Regions from separate parts of the Mus musculus genome. Here region 1 is linked to region 2. The links are chromatin contacts, called in public HiChIP or PLAC-seq maps. All regions are on one chromosome and are shown on one strand. The core of a region is the stretch at or near the end of the contact, and the rest is flanking DNA. Distances in the headings are between cores, read along the strand shown.

Region 1 (5,794 bases), core at 370-2,869, 550 kb before region 2:
AGCATGCATGGCCTTCTACAAGCTCCCCAAGGAGACCCTGCCCCCTCGCTGCCCCTCAGTGCCTCCTGTTCTCAGCATCGGCTCTTCTGTTGCTACACTGGTGGACAAATAAGAGTTTGTGATGCTTTGAAGCAGAACTGGTAACAAGAAAGGATAAGCACACTTTGCTAAGCACTATTTGCCACAGTTGGATCACTAGAAGGGGGTTCTTGGCATGGGGCACCCACAAAGCCTTGGGTTGATCCTCAGCAGTATATAAAACGGGCTCGACAGAGCATGCGTGCCTGCAATCCTGGATTTACCTTCAGAATCTAGGAGGTGAGGGCAGGGGGATCAGAAGTCCAAGGTCGTCTTTGTCCCTGTAGTACGTTTGTGGCCAGCCATAGCTACAGCAGACCCTGTCTCAAATAAACAGTGTTTCTTTAAATGTGAAAAGAGACTCCCACACTCTAAGGCCTTTAATTATATGGGATGTGTCGCCTCCTATTCCAACCAGCAGAAAAGAGCGACACTACGTACTTCTCAAAGCAGTTTATTCAGGAACCTTTCAACATCATGCATGAATCTCTCTCCAGAAATCAATCTCTCCAGGAAAAAACAACAACCCACCCCCAATCGCAATCCCTTATATATCCTCTCAACCACACCCCATCAGCCCAGTCCACGTAACAACAGTTCATTGACCAGAATCATCACTCGTCATATGGTCCGATCTTGCATCATGGTGCACCTGCGCAGTTCTCGCGATGGTCGTGGCTTATTTTCAGGTGTATGAGGAAGTCAGGTGCAAGTCATAAGACTTGGCTGCAGTCCCGGGTGCCATCTTGAGACTGCTGCCACACCCACTCCTCACAGGGATGTATGGTTTGGAAGGAAAATGTTGAAGATGTACAGAAGAAGGTGATTAGAAAGGGGGACAAGTTCTTCCAAGGGTTGGAGTTCAGAGGTCAGGAGAAGGATCAAACTGCTCAGCATCAAAGGGAGAAGAGATCCACAGAGAGATTCCAGAGTTTCTAACAGCTAAAGGACCTGGTGTGTTTCTTCCTGGAGAGGAGAACAGGACCAGAAATAAATGGGACTTTGGAGTTAGCAGAAAGCCTGAAGCACCCTTGCTTCCCAGCCAGGACACCCTGCAATTACATAACAGCTTAGGGCAGGGCTCCCAGAAGCCAGGTCTCAAATGTTATTCAGGCTAAAGCTGGTTTGGGCAGGCACAGAGGAAAGGGGAAGGAAAGCTGAGATTTGGCAAGCTTATGGGCTCTCCTCTCTCTGTTCCTCTTCCTCTTCCCTCCTTCCTCCTCTCTCCCTCCCTCCCTCTCTCCCTCTTTCCCTTTCTCCTTCTCTCTGATTTCTACTGTCTCCAAATAAGTAGAACCTGTAAGTGTCACATCATGCTGACTCCACAAGACATCTAGAGCCTTTCTATTCCTTTCCAGGAAGAAATCATGACTATTTTCAACAGAGTTTTGGAAATCCTACAATGAGAATGCTATATCAAGATTTTTCTCCTCATCAGCTAGTGAGAGCATCAATTACACCTTGATGTTGGTTTGTTTGTGTTCTGTTCTGACTTCTTACCATTCAGCACCAGTGTCAACTGGAAGCGGTTTTACTAAGAATTGGGCTGGGTCAGTGTGAAACCACAAGGACGTCTGTTGGTTATGAATGATGTAAGGGACTGAGGGTGCTGACAGATGTCAATGTGAGGCATGGTGACAAGCCTGGACGCTTGTTAAGTGACACACAATAGCAGGCCGGCGAGGAGCAGATAGTCCCACATTAGGGAGCAAGTTGCCTGGGAGTTGGAAAGAGAAAAACAGGTTTCATTTTAACTTTTGAAGTTTGCCGGAGGTTTCAATTCATTATAAGATACTTTCCAACTTCACTGATGTTCTGTCATGTACTTAAGTAAGAAATATATGAGCCTCTCTACAGGGCCCAGACTGTGGGTATCTTTCCTATCTATCTATCTATCTGTCGATCTATCTATCTATCTATCTATCTATCTATCTATCTATCTATCTATCTATCTATCTATCATCTATCTATCATCTATCTATCTATATATCTATCTATCATCTATCTATCTATCATCTATCTATCTATCTATCTATCTATCTATCTATCTATCTATCAATCATCTGTTTATCATCTGATCAGTTCATTGATTTATATTAGATAATTTTTGTTGTTGTTGCCATGATGAAATACCATGACCAAAAAGCAAGTTACAGAAGGGAGAGTTTGCTCCCGTCTCTGGGCCCTGGAGATGCTGTTTAATTTTCATTCTCTCATATGGTTTAGATTTCATCTTGCTTGGTTAATAAGGCTTCAATAAGAGGACCAAAGATAGCTTCTTCCTTGACAGATCTGCTATTTGGGTAGAAGAGAGAACTCCTGGGGAAGGTGATCCTTGCATTTGTAGCTCCTCTAACACTTAGTAGGTTGAAGTCAAAAACATATTTTAGGGTGTCATCTGTCTGAGTGTCCTTGCTTAAAACCAATAAATTGCATACTTTAAAAGAGAGAGGAGAGGGACAAGGAATGAGATAGAAAGCACCATGAATATCCAAAGAACTACTTTTTGGAAGTACGGGGGATTCTTATTAAAAGTGTTTCTGGTGTTAAAAAATCTTCTCATTCTTCAAATCTTTGGGTAGCTGTGATCTACACACACACACACACACACACACACACACACACACACACACACCGAGAGAGAGAGAGAGAGAGAGAGAGAGAGAGAGAGAGAGAGAATGAATGTAAAATAGAGTATCTGGATTCTATCTGAGCTAGACCAGCACTTGAACTGGTGTTCAGCAGACACTCTGTAAAAGTTCTAAGTGAATTAAAAAAACTCAGAGGACTGTTTCAGTTTTGCTCCATCATGGTGACCCCTGTGGTTTCTTTCCTTGTGAATCTTTGAAATTTACTTTTCCTCCTCTGGAGGACTTTTAAAAACAATTACGATTGAAGGCAAGCCCAGACAGTGACCGAGTTCCACTTTGTGTCTGACTCTGCCTTGCCTCTCTGAGGTGCTGCTTTCCTGATGAGTTGGGAGTCATTTCTAGGAATGGAGAGCTGGGCACTAGGTCACCCTAAGGTGAAACTGTTCTTCGTTGCATGGCAGCCAACATGCTAACGATTTCCCCTGAGCTAGTTGAACCTCGAAGAACCAGACCTGAGATAGCAATCAACCCAGTGGCCAGACCAAGGCTCTGCTCTATCGGCTCCTCAACCCCCTCTTTGTCTTTGTTCTTTGTGTAAAACCTCAAAGTCCTTGTCAGCTCCTTGAAGACAGATAGTAAGTTATGCAGTCACCCTCCTCTTGCTGATACAGCCCTGTAGAATTAAGCTCCTTCCTGCCTTCCTACTGCTTTCTTTGGCCATTAGAACATACAGCTGAACCTACCCTCATTGAGACCCCAGGATCTGGGGCTTTTACTGCACATGTTTATAAAGAAGGCTTGTCTAGATGGAACTCTGAGAACGGAACTGAAAATGTCTATGTGGTGCCTCTCATGCACATGAACTCTGTGGACGTTGGTTAGGGCAGTGTTAAGACAGCCAGGCTACTCAGGACCCAGATGAGCTGATTTAAATAAAAAAATTCAGCTGCTGAAAGAGCAATGGGTGGAAATGTCTAGATGACGTTTACATTTGTTCCCAGGGAATACTGGAGCTCATCAGTGAGTCAAAAGGAAAGACACCAGTCCTTAGGGATCTTTCATGTTGGGGGCTTTCTCCTGCCCAATGACTGCCAGAAACTACAAAAGGAGGAAATGCAATGAGGGTGGGGAGGAGCTGTTGTTGAAGAGTAGGGCAGGGCTGTGAGCTCAGACTGAATCTCAGGGGAAGAGGGGCTCAGGAGAGCTGGGGGTGCCTCAGTTAGCTGTCTACCTAGACCGTGAAGTTCCTTTCTTTTTCCTTCCCTCTCTCCCTCTTCTCTCTCTCTCTCTTTCTCTCTCCCTCTCTCTTCCTTCCTTCCTTCCTTCCTTCCTTCCTCTCTCTCTCTCTCTTTCTCTCTCCCTCTCTCTTTCTTCCTTCCTTCCTTCCTTCCTTCCTCTCTCTCTCTTTCTCTCTCTCTCCTTTCTTCCTTCCTTCCTTCCTCTCTCTCTCTCTTTCTTCCTCTCTCTCTCTCTCTCTCTCTCTCTCTCTCTCTCTCTCTCTCTCTCTCTCTCTCTTTCTTTCTTCCCAATCATAACCATTTATGGCAAAGAAAATTCTGTTTATAGTAGAATGCCTGATAACTCTATATGGAATCAAAAGTCCTGGGTTAAAGTTTTTTACTATTTCTGAAACTTCAAAGTCATATCAGTTTCTGAACCTAAAACTAGATTTACCTGTTGCTGACTTTAATGTAATAACTAGGTCTTCTTTGGACACTGAGATTGTTTTGTCCTAGATCTGAAGTCCTGGTTACATCTGAAGCAGTAACTCACCTGTGAGGTTCTGACATCCTCTGGTCAGTGTATTCATTTCTTTTCTCTTTTGCTTTTTTAGTTGATGGGGACAGTTGGCATAGTCTGACTTTTGTTAGAGATTTGTCTCTGGGTGGCTCTTGAACCAGTTTGAACCAGTTTGAGGGCTTGAGGTGGGGCTTGTATCTGGCTCATTTTCACATCTTCACGTAAAACAGCGCCTTGGATTGAGTAAACCCTGATGTATGTTTGGTGGGTTGCGTTCATCTGCCCTCTGGTGCATTACACCAACTGTTCTGGCTGCTGCACATCCTCGCTTCCTGGGAAGCTCAGCTAATAGCAATGAAAAGCCCACAGATTGCAGAGAGAAGATGAGACAAAACACACAGATTGGCTGAGTCTTGGAATGGAAATATTACAGATGGAATTGACATTGGCCAAACTCCAAATAACATAAAAATGTGGTAAAATTGATTAATTTTACCCAGAAAATAAACAAAGTTAATTTACCTTCCCATTAGTTATATACCTATTGCTTTTGTCTCTTGCAAGGGTAGAGGCTGGTGGCTCCTCTGGTCATAAGTTAGAGCCATTTGATAAAGGAGGCCGAGGTGGGGCTTGCATGAGACTATGTGCAGCGTCACCCCATTTGGAAGAGTTGGCTTGGAAGAGAAAGTGCTCTTTTTAAACTCATGTAAATACATATTTTATATAGTGTATAGTACACATTTTGGTGTGAGCAGAGAGAATGCTGGCAAAAAAATGTGTCTTATTACCAGATTATGTCACACATAATAGTTCTTACTTACTGATAAGGGGGTCTGAAGAAAGGCTCTAGGCCACAAAGGCAGAATAGGCTCTGCACGTTTAATCCATCATTACTTTTTTTAGCATGGGGATTCATTCATCAATAAGTAGCTCTTTGAGTAGCTAGGAGTGCCCTTGAGAGATATTCCTGGAGGTTGAGCTTGAGGAATGTAACTTGCACTGGGAGAACATCTCTTTGAGAGATTGGTCCCTAGGGCCATATGGCATTACACACATTCAAGTTGAAACAATGTATCCATCAGGTTTTTAAGAAGCATTGTGCATTCCCCAGTGTTTACAAAATATAATTTTCTATGTGGGAATGGATAAAAATTCAAAGCTAGGTCATTGAAATTAAAAGCCACTTTGGTGTAAAGTGAGGAGTCAAATATGGATAAACATTAGTTTGTATCTTCAAGTTGGTAATGGCTCTATAGAAGATGGGCACGTTCACACGAGTGTGGGATTTGTGTGGGCCAATTTCCAACATTTATGAACTTCTTACTGTTTTTCTTTCAGTCACAAACCAGCGTCCCCCACAGCAGATATGATGAGGTTTCTGTCTT
Region 2 (5,163 bases), core at 2,521-5,020:
TTCAGAGACTTCATCTAGCTTTCATTTCATGGTAACATTGTCCTTGAAAAATCAGCTTGGAATTGTTCCCTCGATGACTTGAGAGCGTAAGGACTGGTATTAATTATCCTTTAAATGTTTGGTAGAATTTATATTTAGGTCTTAGACTCTTATCCATTAGGAAGTATTGGATCAATGATTTAATCTCTTTTGTCATTACTGATTTACTCACATAATTCTGTATGAACATGTGATATGTTTCTAGGGATTATTTATTCATCTCTCCTAGATTAACTATTTTGTTGATATAATTATTCTAGCAAACCTACAGCTATTTCAGGAGAAACACCATAGACAAGTAGCTTAACATGAAGGAAGCAAAGAAGAACCACTGCATTCTGGGGGCTGAAATACGGGGGAGGCCACTGAAAACATCAAGGGAAAATTAATTCACTGCACAAGAAAGATTCTGTAGAAGTCTTTGTAGGTTTTCTAGGAGAAATCTTTCGGGTCAGGAGATAGAAGGATGTGAGAAAGAAATTAGCGTACAACAACAATATTATGCCACATAGGACTGTCTTTTAAGAATGAAGAAAACGTATTGAACCAAACAAAATCAGTGGTATTTTACTATTATTAAACTCGTTAAGAGAAATCTAAAGGGAACCAGTCCTACATGTTGAAGTGAAAGAAACTGACAACAAGAAAACATATGAAGTTGATTGAAAAAAATTATAATCATGTACAAAAAAAAGCCCAAGAATATAATGGTGATAAGCAAATGACTTAAAGATAACTGAAAGCCCACTAAGGGCCTAAAGGGGCACAATATACAAATAAGTAAGTAAATGGCATTAACAATAAAACATGGGGACAGGAGAAGTTAAAGGACAGGGTTTTGTGCAAATTTATGTTGTTAACAACTTAAACTGTTATAAATCCAAACCCAAGTCCAGGGCTTTGGGTTGGCTCACCCCAATATCGATCTCATCTATGAACTGCCAAAGCTGCAGGATCTCCAGGAAACAGGCTAACAACAGAACATCCAAGAGGAGTCCAGGGGAGAGTCTGATAGTACTGATGGTGTAGTAGAAGCCAGAGATGTCGAACCAGACCAGTGACTCATTGCAATGAACATTTGCAAGTAAAGAAGTGTGGACAAAATGTGTACTGTGTGACACTGTGACACACTATAGCTTCCACAATGAGGCTTTTTTATGTTTTATTTATTTGTTTGCTTTTGTGGGGCTGGGGGAAGATATAAAAGGATGGGGAGACAACTGGGAGTAGGATTGGGGTACACGATGTAAAACTACTCACAAAGAATTGATAAAAAAAAAATTTAACAAGGGAGCTGCATCTCCAAGCACAGACTTTCCTTCCATATGAAAACAAGCACGTGGATCAGGGCTCATCCTAGAGCCTTTAATTTAGCATTTCACACGTTCACAGATTATCTGTATAACATTACTATCTCCAAGTAAGGTTCCAGCGAAGGAGCTGGACATCAGCACTTCAATGGACACCTTGTGTAAGAACACAACGCAGCCTATTGTTCGTGAGGAAGTGAACTTAGACCTCCGTTTTTTGTTTGTTTGTTTGTTTGTTTGTTTTGTTCCAATTTGTGTTATATGAATGTCTTAATTGGGCATTTTAACATCTTGTTTCAAAACTTAATAGGGCTTTTTATATAATCATTAATTATAACATCACCATATAGAAAGAGATCCCAGTCATGTGGCTTTGGGATCATGAGAATTCTGCTGAAGGCAGCTTGTTGACTTTTGACCTAATTAAGTTCTGTGCTGGTAGTGAAAGCATTTCCAGTTTTCTTTTAGTCTACCTCTCTAGTCCTCCATATCTTATATGGAGTTCTAAAATATTCCATGACTCCTTCTGTATTCATGACTTCTGGATTCTAGTAGTTATACATTAGATCACAAAAGTTTTCTTTTTTCTTTTCTTTTCTCTTTTATTCTCTTTCCTTTTCTCCTTTCTTTTGTTTTCTTTTCTTTCTTTCTTATTGGACAGAATCTTATTTAACTCTAGGCTGCCCTGGAACTGAACTTGCTATGTAACCAAAGATGACCTTGAATTTCTGATCCTCTTGTCTCTGCCTCACCACATTCAATTTATGGGATGCTGAGGTCAAAGTTGGGGATCGTTTGGCGCCAGACAAACATGTAACCCTGAACTATGCCCTCAGCCCTGGAACATAAAAATATTAAACAGCCTAAATACATTTCTTTCCCTTCACACACACACACACACACACACACACACACACACACCATTAATCTTTTTACAAATCTAAAAGAGAAAGATTTTTCTCTTCAAAATTTAAAAACAAAACTATGTAAGGTGCTATAATCTAACACTTATACAAGTAATAAAATTTTCATTGAAGAAACATGAGAGTCAAAATTTTAGGAATCAAAAGTCTTTAAGATCATCCTTCATTTTCAGGGATGAGAATTGCAACCCCCCAGATTTTTTTTTATTTGTTTGTTTGTTAGAAAAGTATGTGTGTGTGTGTGTGTGTGTGTGTGTGTGTGTGTGTGTGTGTGTGTGTGTTTGTGAACACTCATATTTATACTTATGCACACTGTGTGGTTGGAGGACAACTTGCAGGAGTCAGTTTTCTCCTGTCAAGTGGATTCTGGGGATTAAACTCAGGCCATCGGGTTTAGTGGCAAGCATCTTTATTTCTCTTGCTCAAGACTATTTATTTAGGCTCTCCCTACCCCAGAACCTGAAATATACCTGCTTCAAAAATCACCTTCAGAGAGGGCCTGAAAACATAGTTTAAGACTATCATCTGAAACATTTAGGCCATACCTCTAAACTCAAAAAAGTCTTTGGACTTTAGAGTCACAATTCAGTATACATTGCATGATGTCCTCAAGAGTGTGAGGGGCAGATTCTTTTTCTCCAGCACATTACTATCTATATAACAAAGGATGTGTGCATTTCTATGCCAGGTAATCTAAATGGAGAACTAGGCTTCAGATAGCAAATGGGTCAGATTTTATACTGTGAGTGTATAAAACAAACAACCAAACAAAATAAAAATGTATACCTTCCAGAGTCTTCAGTAGTCTTCACAATTTGAGAATTCAGATAAGTGATTGCTGGCTGCCCTTCCTATCTGAGACAGATTTCTACGCTTAGTTTGCAAAAGAACCAAATTTGATTGTTTGGAGTATGGCTAGGAACCGGAATTTTGGCAAATAAATCCGACAACTCTGATGCAAGTAGCAGGGAAACCCTTCAAGAAACAGTGCCCAGGCCACAGTATTGGGGCCTGGGAAGCAGATGGGAGCCTCTAGCAGGTTTTTTCTTGTTTTTTTTGTTTGTTTGTTTGGTTGGTTGGTTGCTTTTTGTTGTTGTTGTTTTTTTTTTTTTTTTTTTTTTTTGGGGCGTATGTCTCTTCCAATATGTTCTCTTAAGCACCAACTTGAACCTGAAGGCAAGTTTCACATAGTTATTCCAAATTTTAATTGGATATGAGTGTCCAAAAGGCATATACATACAAACAATCAGAGCAAAACAAAGAATAAGGAGGGGAGAATTGTTACTTTAACTTTATTCCTAACTGATGACACAGTATTCATTCACTACTGATTGTGTTCTGGGGGTCAGATACTGAGACCAGGAACTACACAATCACAGATTCTATACCAAGTTGCTTTACACTGACTAACACTCTTCTATTGCTAATTCCTCATTCCTTCTTTCCTACATTTGGTAGAGCCTGTGGGCACAGCAATAGAAGCATCTAGAACCTTTCAAAGCTATAGCTCCATCTACTGGACTATAAGAAAACTCACCAGTGACCCACCACTCATAGAAGAGCATTAGACTAATCCCCGTGATTGAGAAGGCTTTGGTATTAATTAGGTTAACACCCAGAAAAATGTTCCTAATATAGTTTGTGCTGCTGAAGATGAACTGACCTTTCTTACAGGAGGCTCCCCTTGCTCCTGGGCTCCTAAGACAAGCACAGAATAGAGCTCTGTTTCTGATCCTAGTGACAGGTAGTGTGCTAGGTAGGATAAATTAGAACAGCCAGAATCTCTTTCCTGGGTCTCCTGGACTTGGCCTTCTCCCTGTGTGTCCTGAAGCAGTTTGTTAGATCCCACTTACTATTTCCTCTGACTCCATTCTTTTCTCTGCAACTCTCAATGCCCACTACATTCACCCACTAAGGTTCAGATTCCAACCCCTTCTATGTGCCTGCTTTGTTAGGCTTACTTCTTTGATGAGTTTGCATATAGAGAGATCTGTTATCTCTGCACAAGCTGCCATATTGGGGTCTGCTGGGAGGCCCTTGATCTCTCTGTAGGCAGGTGTGCATCTCTGCAGAAGGGAGCAAGAACCAAAGGCAGATAGATCAGTACTCACAAGCAAGAACATAACATGCTATTTTTAGACATGCTGTCTTCTACAGAAATGGAGGATTTGAATAAGTAGAGGGCAAGAACAGGGTGAGGAGGGTAGAAAGAACATTTGTGAGTCTGGGAATGAATATGAGCCATGGAGAAGCCATGAAGGCACAGAGGTGGAATGGGGAACCCCCTTCCCAGTATCAGCTCTGCAAGAGCAGAAACTTCATCTGGGTTATTTCCCAGGTTATCCTCTGGGCTTGAACTGCAGGATCTGATGGCAAACACGCAGTATTTGACGGATGAGTGAGTGAATGAGGGAGAAGATATAGATGGGTGTTGTAGTAGTGTTACAATCTACCAAACAGCACCTTAAGAAGTACCTAGATGCCTGTATGTTTTAGACTGCTTTAGGAACATCCATGGTGCCTAGAGACCACCTAGGGGAGAATCTCTCAGAGTCTGCCTAAATGTGGAGTTTGGAGTGGAAGAGCCACAGAGGCCACGCAGAGGGTTCTTTCTGTGTCTGACCCCACAGGAATCCTCACAATCACTGCCTTCAGAATTTGGATTCAACTCCTTATTAACTAATGACCTGGAACAAATTTCCCTCCTCACATCCCTGGACACTTAACCTCTGTCTCTTCTATCAGGATTCGGGTTTTTCAGCATTCAGACTGGAGGAGGATCCTTTTCTCCGGGTATCTTCTCTCCTTCAGGCCACGGGTTCTAAGTTCCTGTATATGCAAACAGACCCATATTTTTATCTCCTGTCAGACCCCAGATCTGGACGCTTGCA

What was found. HiChIP or PLAC-seq counts read pairs in DNA pulled down with a chosen protein or histone mark.
Region 1: a contact with region 2 is called in an H3K27ac HiChIP or PLAC-seq map of regulatory T cells, with 4 times the contacts expected there. The contact joins two enhancer-like sites. A contact is called at or near these places in 1 of 15 datasets of contacts at CTCF or cohesin (embryonic stem cells), 3 of 484 Hi-C or Micro-C datasets (cerebral cortex, palatal mesenchyme and ventricular fibroblasts) and 3 of 115 datasets of contacts at active chromatin or transcription factors (large pre-B cells, microglia and regulatory T cells).

What each region holds. Positions count from the first base shown.
Region 1 is chr10:19,502,041-19,507,834 of GRCm38.p6, reverse strand. It overlaps Gm33104 (predicted gene, 33104), which reads right to left. Exons shown (of 4, transcript NR_152784.1): 3 at 1,579-1,795; 4 at 517-1,044. Among named protein-coding and RNA genes, the nearest start is that of Gm33104, 18 kb to the right of the region's middle. Within about 2 kb of position 1,619, at least 81 of the 459 cell types and tissues checked have an H3K27ac peak or open chromatin away from gene starts, as enhancers often do. A contact at or near this core is called in regulatory T cells, where this site is marked.
Region 2 is chr10:18,952,493-18,957,655 of GRCm38.p6, reverse strand. No RefSeq gene overlaps it. Among named protein-coding and RNA genes, the nearest start is that of Tnfaip3, 60 kb to the left of the region's middle. Within about 2 kb of position 3,770, at least 18 of the 459 cell types and tissues checked have an H3K27ac peak or open chromatin away from gene starts, as enhancers often do. A contact at or near this core is called in regulatory T cells, where this site is marked.